2 separate regions of the Mus musculus genome follow, and region 2 is linked to region 1. Evidence: chromatin contacts called from public HiChIP or PLAC-seq data. All regions are on one chromosome and are shown on one strand. Each heading gives the region's core, a stretch centred on a gene start, on an enhancer-like site or on the middle of the called end of the contact. The rest is flanking DNA. Distances are from core to core; before and after follow the strand shown. Region 1 has its middle 38 kb from the start of Dazl. Region 2 overlaps Tbc1d5 (TBC1 domain family, member 5).

The links. HiChIP or PLAC-seq counts read pairs in DNA pulled down with a chosen protein or histone mark.
Region 2: a contact with region 1 is called in an H3K4me3 HiChIP or PLAC-seq map of bone marrow-derived macrophages, with 4 times the contacts expected there. The contact joins two enhancer-like sites. A contact is called at or near these places in 3 of 115 datasets of contacts at active chromatin or transcription factors (acute myeloid leukemia, bone marrow-derived macrophages and differentiating embryonic stem cells).

The regions. Positions count from the first base shown.
Region 1 is chr17:50,328,842-50,334,463 of GRCm38.p6, forward strand. No RefSeq gene overlaps it. Among named protein-coding and RNA genes, the nearest start is that of Dazl, 38 kb to the left of the region's middle. Within about 2 kb of position 2,675, at least 83 of the 459 cell types and tissues checked have an H3K27ac peak or open chromatin away from gene starts, as enhancers often do. A contact at or near this core is called in acute myeloid leukemia and bone marrow-derived macrophages, where this site is marked.
Region 2 is chr17:50,991,730-50,997,351 of GRCm38.p6, forward strand. The region is part of intron 3 of Tbc1d5 (TBC1 domain family, member 5); the gene reads right to left. Among named protein-coding and RNA genes, the nearest start is that of Gm31083, 110 kb to the left of the region's middle. Within about 2 kb of position 2,087, at least 121 of the 459 cell types and tissues checked have an H3K27ac peak or open chromatin away from gene starts, as enhancers often do. A contact at or near this core is called in acute myeloid leukemia and bone marrow-derived macrophages, where this site is marked.

The sequences.
Region 1 (5,622 bases), core at 1,425-3,924:
CATGAACCATTTAGTCAGCTCCGCAGTCTCGCTTGGGCTGTTTCTATGAGAATTTCCAATGTAAATATTGGGACTTTCATGTAAGCTCAAGACTGCAAAAGGCTTTACAGCTTTCTACGTAAACAATATGATTTTGATTCCAGAATCTGAGCTAGGTTGTCGTTTTTTAATTTTTATTTGTACAGAGGCACTCTATCCTTGAACATTTTTTTCCCTTGCTCCTCTGGGCATGCATTCCTACCCAGGCTGAGTTTTCCCCTAAGAAAGGGCCTATGTGGTTTTTGTCTCTCCAAGTTATGATCAGGGAGGACCAAGGACCACACTGTTTAGTTTCCCTCTACGGCATTTTATCAGTAAATGTCTGTACTCTGGAATAAATTTCGGATGAGCAAGCCAAAGTGGACTAAGTAATGTGAGTCCGGGTGAGGTGAGGTGAGGTGAGGTGATGCTGTTGACTTAACAGAACACCTGAGGGGTTGTTCTGCTACTGATAGGCATTGGTTCTCTGGGTGCCAAGACTGTATCACGGAACGGCTCCAGGAATAGTCGGGCACTGAGGCTACCAGATCTTATTTGCCATGGTTAATCCTGACTGTCAACTCAATCAGATTGAGAGATGTCTAGAAGATCTGTAAAGAATACTCCTAGGGGAGCTCTGGAGATGTTTCTAGAAAGAAATAACTAAGGCAGGGATGACCCCTCTCGGGTCTGTGTCAGCATCCCAGTCGCCAGGCCCAGGATAGAATAGAAGGGGAGACTGCTGGAGGAGGGCTTCCTCAGTCTGTTTCCTGGCTGCCCCCACCTTTTGAAGCCTGTAGCATCCCTGAAAATGCTGAATGTCTCCTTATACCTACCATGCTATCCAGGAAGTTCTCTGTGATTGAAATAAAAATTTCAGTCCATCTTCTCTTGCTTTACTACAGGATTCTTCACTCATCCCTCAAGGCATGGCTTAGATTTTTCTGTCATTGTGATTGTTTTCTAAATCCCCCTCCCCCATCCTGACCATTCTGGCCGGTAGTAACTGCTACCTCCCCCTCCCTGGGCTTTCAAAGCCTACTGCTTCCCTTCCACACAACTTGCCACACAACTTCACTGTGCCAGGTGGTCTCATGAAAGTTTCTTGTGCTGTCTGAAGCTTTCGGCTGCATCATCTGTAGAATGTAAACACAACCAGTCCCACCTCATAGGGTCACTGTAAAAAACGCCACGGCACTTGGCGGCATGTGGTGAAGTATACATTTACTACTAACACTCGAGGCAGGGGCAGGGACAGGGACAGAGGCAGGGGCAGGGACAGAGACAGGAGCAGGGGCAGAGGGAGTCTCCGTCACGAGTTCCAGGCCAGCCAGCCAGGGCTATGTAATGAGATCCTGTCTCAGAGAGCAAGGAAGAGTGAGAGAGAGAGACAGAGAGACAGACAGAGAGAGACAGAGAGGGAGAAAGGGAACTTTCTAAGTCCTTGCTTAGCACAGTGCTGGGAACACAGTAAGGACTCAAAATCAGTGGTAGCCACTGTCACTGCTATAGTAATCATCACAATTATTCATCATATGGAACCACGGCTTGGCAATATTAGCTGTGAGAACTGAAGTCTGTCTCTCTTTGCTCTACTTCCTTTTTTGACATTTGCTTACTCATTTATTGTGTCACTTATAAAAGATGATTATGACCTTGTGTGACCAAATGTAGCTGCTTTCTCATTCAGGTATATGTATGCTGTATGGAGGTTGTAATTATTTGTTTTTTTTTTTTTTTTTTTTTTGATGAAGGTACTGAAAGGTCTGAAGAACCACAGCTCTGACTCTCATTGACTTTTTTGAATTAGGACAAAGCAACAGCCAACTCTGATCCCTGTAAAGAGCATTAGTGAGGCAGAACTGGGCCTCATTCCATTGTTCCACAGACATTTGCAAATGATCGTAGAGATAAGTCTGGTGAATCAGTTGGGTGAGGTAGAAAGAATAAAGGGCTCAGTTCAAGCCTTGACAGTGATCTTTAACTCTAAGCCTCAAGTGCCCTCTCAGCAAAATGGGAGCACTAGTAGCTCCCACAGCTCAGGACTGTTACAGAGATGAAATCATACTATGCATAGAAAGAACACACGTGTTTATGGTACATTGCTGGTAGTCAGTAACTATCCAAACACATCTTGATGCAGGAGTTGGAAGGGTCTCAGATGATGTTGATCAGGGTCTCTAGACACAGAGCCTGAAAAAGAAAAAAAATATTTTTGTTTTGTTGTTGTTTTTTGTGAAAGTGACTTACTGAAGGAATATAACTTTTAAGAATAGCTCATAGGAAAACATAGCAAGGGAGAAGCCAAAGAACTTTGAGAAATGGTAGATTCTACCCTCAGTCTGACTCATGAGGGCCCAAGGGCATCCACAGAGCAGAGCACTTCCCCCACTTCCCCCACCCAGGCAGAGGCTGGCTCTTTTAAGTCTCCTATCAGTCACTCTGCAGATTGACTAGTGAATAGATAGATTCTTTAGCTTGAGCTCAGATAACATGAAAGGAAACAGGAGCTTGCAAGAGCAAAAAAAAAAAAAAAACCAAAAAAAACCAAAACCAAAACCAAAAAAACCAAACAAGTTGGGGAGAGGATGTTGGGATGGGAGCTGAAGACTTACAGAGTTTACCACACAGCCAATGGGAGCCGCTGAACTCTCATGAGTGGGGGCTGTAACTTGATAATGGGTGAGCCAGGTGCCTCGATGATCCTTTTATGGCATCTCTTTGTTGTCAGGCTGAAGATCACATTTTCTGCCCTGACCTTCAACCAGCTACTTTAATTGGAGCCCAATCCTGCCCCATCTCTTCAGGCTCAGTGTACCCTGGTGGTAGTATTGCACAGATGCCCAGCAGAGCCATCTGGGCTGCGCCTGTCCACCCCCCAGCCCCACCCATACTCACACACTTTAGGATCTTGGGAAAGCTGCTCCTTGTTTGCAAGGCAGTCATTAAAGACTAGATGGGACTGATAATTTTTATGGCCTGAAAAGACGGTAGGAGTTAACGGCAAAAGGGAGCCTTATCCACACAATGGCAGGGCCGTGCACAGGAGCATATTTCCACCCAGGGCCAGGATGTGCTTGCGGTCTGTTTCCTGTGTGTGGATGACAGTGTCACCAGCCAGCTTCCTGCTTCTGTTAGCACGCCATGCCTTACCCGACATTACGGACTCTGGAGCCTCAAGCCAGATCAGCTCGTTTTTCCTTGCCTTGCTTTTGTCCGTACCATCTTATCACAGCGACAGAAAAGTAACCTAGAAACTGATACCAGCGCGGCAGGGAACATGATTTCTGTGTTTTGGAGGGATGTAGAAGATTCTGGAACTTTGGAGTAAAAAAAAAAAAATGTTGAATGTTATAAGCAGAGCTTTGTGGGTGTTCTGGTAGGAGCCTGGAAGACAGTAATGAGGTCAGAGAGAGAGTCCAGCTCTAGAGGGTTCAGAGGGATACAAGGATTCTACCAACAAGTAGGCTGGTAAAGACTCTGGCTACCTTCTGCCCATGTCCCAAGAACGCGGCTGAGGGTAAATGAAAATGTGATAGGCTGATTTTATTGGCAGAGGAGATCTCAGGCAGTGTGATGTTGAGTCTGTGGAATGCTTATAACCAGTTACTCTCATACAGCCCTATAATGAAAAGTTGCAACAAATGAGGCAGAAAGAAGTGGGGAAATTGTGCAGTTTGGTGAAAAAAAATCACCAGAAAGCTTAGTAGTCTAGCTTAAGTCATGCAATGAAGAAGGGGCTGGGTTTAGCATGCTAAGTGGGCAGCCCAGTATGTATGGAAAGCACAAACTGGAGTCAGCGGGTTGTATGTGCAGGTTGTGTGTGTGAGTGTGTAGACACAGGCGCACCCCTGTGTACATAGACGCTTAGAGAAAAGGACATGAGTTTGAGAAGGGTGTTACTGGGGACTTGAAAGGAGTTGGAGGGGGAGAGGGAGTGGGGGAAATGATGTAAATACAATGTACTCATATATAAAATTCTCAAAGAATTTAAATAAACATTGAAATTAAAAATATAAAATGGAGATTTTAAAATACATAATTAAAAATTTTAAAGGCTAGACAGGAATATTATGTGGCCAGCAAAATTGCTGAGTTTCTCAGGTACCTCAGCCTCTATAGAAAGAATCATTTCTCAATTAAAATAGTGTGGTCTAGAGAGACGAGTCATAAAATATCAACAATTTCAAACTTTTATGCCCTTGTGAAAAATGTTACATGTTTTATTTTACGAAAATAATATGACTTCATTAAATGCATTTTAAAAAGCAAAGATTTTAGAGATATATTTAGCTAGGAAACAAGATTAAAGTGAATGAATATGTATCAAAAATTCTACTGGGATTAACCATAATATCTAGGCAGTATGAACACTTTGAAACTTTCCATAAATGTATATATAGTGATGTTACTTTTAATTTTCGTAAATTATTTTTGAGGTACTATTGTTATTTTTACTATTATTCTTATGTCGTTATTTTGTGTGAGGGAAGGAAGCACTAAGGAACATGGACTTCAGAAGACAACCGGCTAGAATCAGTTCTGGTCTCCTACCTACCATGTGTATCTTAGGAAATTAAACTCAAGTTGTTGTATGTCTGTTGCTAACTGTGGCCTTCACCTACTACGTCATTTTAACAGCCTTGGTTTTGAGATAGGTTTTTAAGCAAGAGGATTTCAAAGGTTCCTCAGTATAATGAAAACCAAGCAAACACTTCAAATACTTGATACAATTACTCAATTTGGATTCCTTTGCATCTCCTTTCATACTCAAAGCCATAGATTATGGAGTCTCTCTAAGTCTGTCTTCAACCTGGAAGCAGGGCCCCAACACTGGTGACACAGTTGGACTCAGGCTGCTGCTCTGCCTCTAGGGGATGGGAGTGGGGGTGGGGGGGGGCTGTACTTCCTTGCTCTGTTTTCTCACACATCTCCTTGTAGACTTACTTCTGAGGCTGTCTAAATTGAAACACACTGTGTGCTGCCATGATGTCTGAAGCACTTGCATGGATCGGTTCACCTAACCCTACACCTGTCGTGGATGAAGAAACAGGCTCAGCTGAAGAGAAGTTTCTGGAAAGTGTGTGGTTCAAAAGCAGGGATGCTTGTGTCATTAACCTCATTATGTTTCCCTTTCCTGTCCTGCTCCAACTGCCGGATTTTCTGCGAGCACTTAGGGTCACTCAAGAATTTTGTCAGTCGCTCTCTTGTCCTGAGTTCACACCTTTGTTGATAGGACTGGAGAAGAAGCTTCGGTGCCTAGATTCCAAGTGGAACGAGTCAGAGAGCGGTGTAGCATGTGGGCTTATGGCAACAACTATGAGCTCTTGTGGTTGGGCAAGCCATATGCTAAGCCTTGCTGCTTGGTTGAAGGTGAATAGAATTTCTGGAAAGAGCAGTATTGGAATACTTCTCATGTTGTGCTGGGAGACCAGGTTTTCAAAATGGAAAATTTCTTTAAAAATGGAAGCAGGGTTTGCAGGGCTCGGACTCAGCAGCTGAGAGTACCTGCTGCTTTTATGGCGGACCCAAGTTCAATTCCTAGCACACAAATCAGATGGTTGAAAACCATTCCAATTCCAGGAGATCCAGTGCCCTCTCCTG
Region 2 (5,622 bases), core at 837-3,336, 660 kb after region 1:
TAATATTAAGGTCAATGAATCATACACTTGAAATTTCACTACAAGTTCTCCCTGTTTAGACAAGACTGATTCATCAAGTGACAATCTATAAATACAGTCTAAAAAAAAAAAATACAAGTAAGAATTTTATTAAAACTTTGGATGACTAACACCATTTTGTCTTAAGAAAAGTTGGTTTGGTTTTTTTTTTTTTTTGGTTCCTTAAGACAGTATTAATAATGGGTGTGCAAAACTTAATAAAAATGAAAAGACATCCATTAACTGAAACACTATAGGGAGTTAATATCTTTTTTGTTGTATCTAAAAAATTCAAATAGAAACTATTTGCAGGGTATTAACTGCCATTTGTTAACAATGGTAACTAATCTCATTCATGTTTTTTAGTTGATAATTGAATACATTCATTCAATATTAAAAGAATTTTGAATCTAAAGTTTCAAAGTTCATACAAAAAATCCAAGATAAATGTTTTCAAGCATATCATTAATATTACAAAACATCTATCACTATAAATCAAACTCACTGGAACCTTCATACTCAATTAAAAAAATTATGAGTCCTTCAAAATTCCAAGAAGTAATGAATCAGAAAGTATATATAATTTGTAAAATGTATTTTCTATTAAAGAATTGTTACTTTAAAAATAGCTTATAAAATTTGAAACCTATAATTACTTGCATTTACCATTTTATAATGCATAATTATTAACAGAAATGACAAACTTGATAATAATGAAAATTAAAAATTATTATATTATTATATTTTAAAATCTATGACAAACTAATTATCAAATTTAACTATTACTACACACCATAACAGATATCAAAGTAATTGGTTATTGATTTTATACAAACTAACAAATTAGAAGGTATCTAGAAAAATGTTAAGTATGCCCTAATTAATAAATGCATTTTCTAATTCAAGTTTGCATTCATGCAACTGGACCAATGTGTTAACTTTCCTAGGATTTTAAAATTCAATGGCAAGGCAATTGTTAAACACTTCTAGAACTGATCTTACAGAAAACAGAAAGCAAGAAAAATATATTTGAATAAGGAGTTTCATTAGGCTGCCTCAATACAGGCCTTTCCTACTATAAAAGGGCAAGATAGTACAGAGTTTCCTCTACCTTGTATTCTTGCTGAGTCCATTTCAGATTTAACTATAATTTGATCTCTTTGATGGAGAAACCTGTGGAAAATTACTTAAATGATTCTAAAAAACTAAGGTCAAGATGCCCCAGCTAATTTATCTGGGCTTCTGTTACACTACCTGCTTGAGCAAAACGTTATTTATTGTTTTATTAAAACTCCAGTTTATTGTGTATTATAGCTTCTGCCAAACTGCTTGCTTGCACAAAATATCCACCTATAACTGCCAGATGAGATACAGGATAGGGTTTTGCCTTTAAAAGCACTTTGATCTAAATGTCCGATACTACATTTAGGTACAGAATATCTAAGTGTACTCCCAACTAACAGGAATTGACTTTTAACTGACTGTGGGCTATGACATAACTGGTGGACTCCCTGAAGCATTTTAGAGGTTCAGGTTGTGCCCATGCCCCAGTGAGAGCCTTAGAGACTGGATCCCAAAACTGATGGTACCCACAGGAGTAGGAAGGAATACTCTGGCTATAGAGGAGTCCTAGAGGGTATGTACCTTGATTTATCCCAGGCGCTGGGGAAAACCTCTCCCAACAATCACTGTCTAGTACTCTAGAAGCATCTGAATCCAGTTCCCCAAAAGACAAAAGTCATCTGATTCGGATGACTCCAAAGGTTAAGTGTCATCTGCAGGAGGTGACATCTAGGTAGGACACAAGAGGAGAAGACATACAGGAGCATAGATTCTGCATCACAGAACTCACCTGGCCTGTTCAGATACATGAGTGTATGGTAGCCACCCCTGGCTGACTTTACTATGTGTCTCTCAGTATGAGAGATGTGTGTCTATTTCACTTTGTGTGTTTTTGTCAGTTATATTGGTTGGAGAAACAGATCTAAAATGGGGAAGTAGTGAGTCATTGCAAGACTGTAGCCATTACTATCTCTGAGACAGCACATGACTTCCTGAAGGCTCACAGGCCACAGTGGGCTGACCACCCATGCTGCAATATCCTGCTTTCCAGGGGTGAAAGTGGCTGCACAGCAGCTGGCTACTGCCTTTTGCTATGATTACACCAGCAGCTCCCAAGTGTTGCAGCCACCAGTTTCCCTGTAGTAAACAATCGTTCTCTTGTAAAAAGTACTTCCATTCTGGCTTACAACCTGTGCTCTTGTGGTATTGACTCTAAATTACATTTGTCTTGGCCAGGGCACTCAGAGGAAGTCAAAACCTCTGCCTGTTCTCTCAGCCATTCTAGAAGAAATTGATCTATCTCTTCCTGACTGTTTGGTTCTGTCTTACTTAGGTGAATACTGCTCTAGGTGAAAAAAGGTCCTGTTCCCTGTGTGGAAGAGGGCAACAGCCCAGCCTCTCATCCAAGAGAACCCCTGCAGTCTAATCCTAGAGGCTTAAGCAGCTCTGTGTGCCCTGTAAAGTGTTCTAGTCACACTGGGGTAATCTGAGTAATGTGAGTAGTGACTGGGGTGGAAGTTCCACTCATTCATGGTTTATGTCTCCTTCTCTATCAGTGACTTGTATAACTGGAAGACTTAAAACCATTCTGTTTCAGAATCTTTAACTATAGGCTCTTTAACTATACATATAGGCAAATGTGGATGATTGCAGGCAGATCCTGACCACACTGTTTACAGGGTTTATAGTAGTTTTAGTACTGGTTATGTTTTTGTAAAAGACTTATGGCTTACAATTGTGTATGATTTGGTAGCTATGGTAGTGAAAAGCCTTATAACATTCTACAGAATATAACTAGAGAAGTATAGCTTCTGATAAGGAACCCGAATGACATTTTTGAGATGCTAGGATATTACCCATAGCACAAACAGAATGGATTTCGCATGTCTGACCTAAAGGTCATTTCTTCAGTACACCATATGCTTAGCTTGGGTATAAAGGGTTTATTGGCATGAACTCCCTGACTTATATCTCCAAACATGGGATCAAACCAGACCAACCAGGGTGATCATTCCCCAGCATTGAAGGACTATGGAAAACAAAGCACTAGACTTTGTCTTCAGAAAATACTATTCAGAAGCAAGGGGCTTGGGGGGGGGGGGATTGTTGGAAGAACTGATATAAAGTCACAGAAGTCATGGTGTGCTTTCCTGTGAGTTGTAAAGCTAAAAGAAGAGGTTCATAAATTTGTGGCCAGCCTAGGCATTTTGAAAAGACCCTCTCAAAACAACAAGATGAAACTGCCTGAGCCAACCTTTCTAAAAGTAACAAAAGACCAAGAGCTTATGAAAATGGGTTGCATGCATTGCTGCCCCACATTAAGAAAACATGTTCTAATTTTACTCCCTATTTGCATTATATTTGTTTCCAATATAGACATGTTGCACCTCAAGAGTGAGATGCTAAGACAGAAAGTAGGAAACTGTAACCAGTCTAACAGAAATGGAGATATCTTAAAGAGACGCTTGAGTCAACTTGACTATCAAGACTACTGAAACAATGGGCCTCAAACAAATTGGAATTTTCTCAGGAAATTTAATGTTACATAAAGGAAAAGGCAGCAACCAAAAGAGGACCTTTGTTTCCAGGAAAGAGTTTTCTCACAACCCTAACAACCTGTAGATCACCCAATAGGGTGAGACTGGGGATCCGATAGTGGTGGATGGAGCACACCCTGAGTGGGACTGCTTACTTGTGCATATCCTTGGTCCTCTCTTTAAATGTGATCTCCCTTCAGGACACTGAAGACAAACTTGAAACATTTTCTAGATTTTTGTCCCTCTTCCCAATGTGGCCACAGTGAATAAATCTCCTTTCATGAATTCCATATTTAATATGGCTTTTTAAAGTTGACTTATTGAAGATGGGTGGGCAGATCTGACTTGGAGCACAAGTTGTGAGCCCAAGTATAATAAAAATGTTACAGCTAAAACATTAAATATATGGAACAACAACAACAAAAAAAGTATAGTAAAAGCTATAAAAGAAAAGGACTAAGTCATACCCAAAGCATAGAAGGACTAGGAGGTAGACAGACTACCTAGTTAGCAGACATGTAGGGAGGGGGCCATGCCTGGGTAGGAGAATTCCGAGATGGCCAGCTTCTTCCTCACCCTTCTGACTTGAGACAAAAGCCTGAAAGCTTAAAACAAAGGCTTTGCAATCTTTTGTTACACACTAGCTGCTGATGAACTGGCTAAACAAGTTCAAGGCCTGCTTAGGAAATATGATACAAGAGTTCTGTGTCAATCAATGATTCTAGCTTTCTTCAAACTGTTCAACCTTAAGTTAGGGGAAGGAAACACTTTGGAGATCTAAAAATCCCAGCTCCAGAAAGACTGATTTGGGGGTGCAGGCGATGTTTTAGTTCCTTCTCTGATTTGTAGAAGGTCTTTTTCTCTGTGTCCTTACTGGGTTTCCTCACCTACAATAATCAATTTTCTTCAATTGCTGTTTCTCTCTGAGGTACTGGAGAATCCTCTATTATTACATGTTGGGCTTAAGATTTTTCTTCCCTTTTAATTCTTTAATTGGCAGAAAGAGCTAATGTAATCAAGATCCCTAGACCATATCAAACCCACTCTAACTCACTGTTGTAATAGAAATTGAAAGAAAAACTTTGCACAGTAAAGCTGGTTGAAGCCACTCTCACAGATGACATGGGCAGAAATACTGTAGTCTGAAAAAAAAAAAAAAAAAAGAATGACTCACTGTAGGATATTGAGAAGGAAATTTAAAAGTTCCTACAATTAAATGATATGAAAACACATGTCCATATCTATGGGCTATAATGAAGGTAGTCAGTCCTTGGAGTGAGCTGTATAGCTCTAAGTGTATACAATTAAAAAAAATAATTAAAGGTGTTTTATGATGGGGAATGTTAAGGAATTGGAATAAGAAGAACAAGACAACCCCAAAAGAAGTAGACAATAATAAATAACAAGCATCAAGGTGGAACTTGTTGAATTTAAATCAAAAGACAAAAAATCAATTAAATAAATTGTTAGTCCTTTGGAAAATGTAGCAAGATTGACAAGTATTATAACAGATACTATAAAAATCCAGTGACTATCAGGCCTACCTAAAAACTAAACTCTATTCCATTAAACTTAAAAATAGAAATGAAATAGTTGGATTTCTAGATATATTTGATCTAACAAAGTAAAGTCAAGATGAAATAAGTAGTTTAAGTAAACATATAGCAGCCATTGAGTTGGAAGCAGTTTTTAAAACTTTCCCACTTAAAAGTTTAATAATAAATCCTGGGGCCAAAAGATGTATCAGAGAATTATAACAAACAAACCCTATAGCAAAGGACACCAATACTCCTGAAATTATTTCATAAATTGGAAAAGGAGGAGGCAAAGTTCTAACCAACCAAACAAAAACAAAAACAAGAAGGAAGGAAAGAAAAAAAAAAGAAATTATAAACAATCTCTCAGATGAAAAAGAGACATTAAAGCTGTCAATAAAATACGTGTAAAGTGTATTCAACAACAAATTCAAGAGCACTCATTATGATCAAATTATCTTTATTCCAGA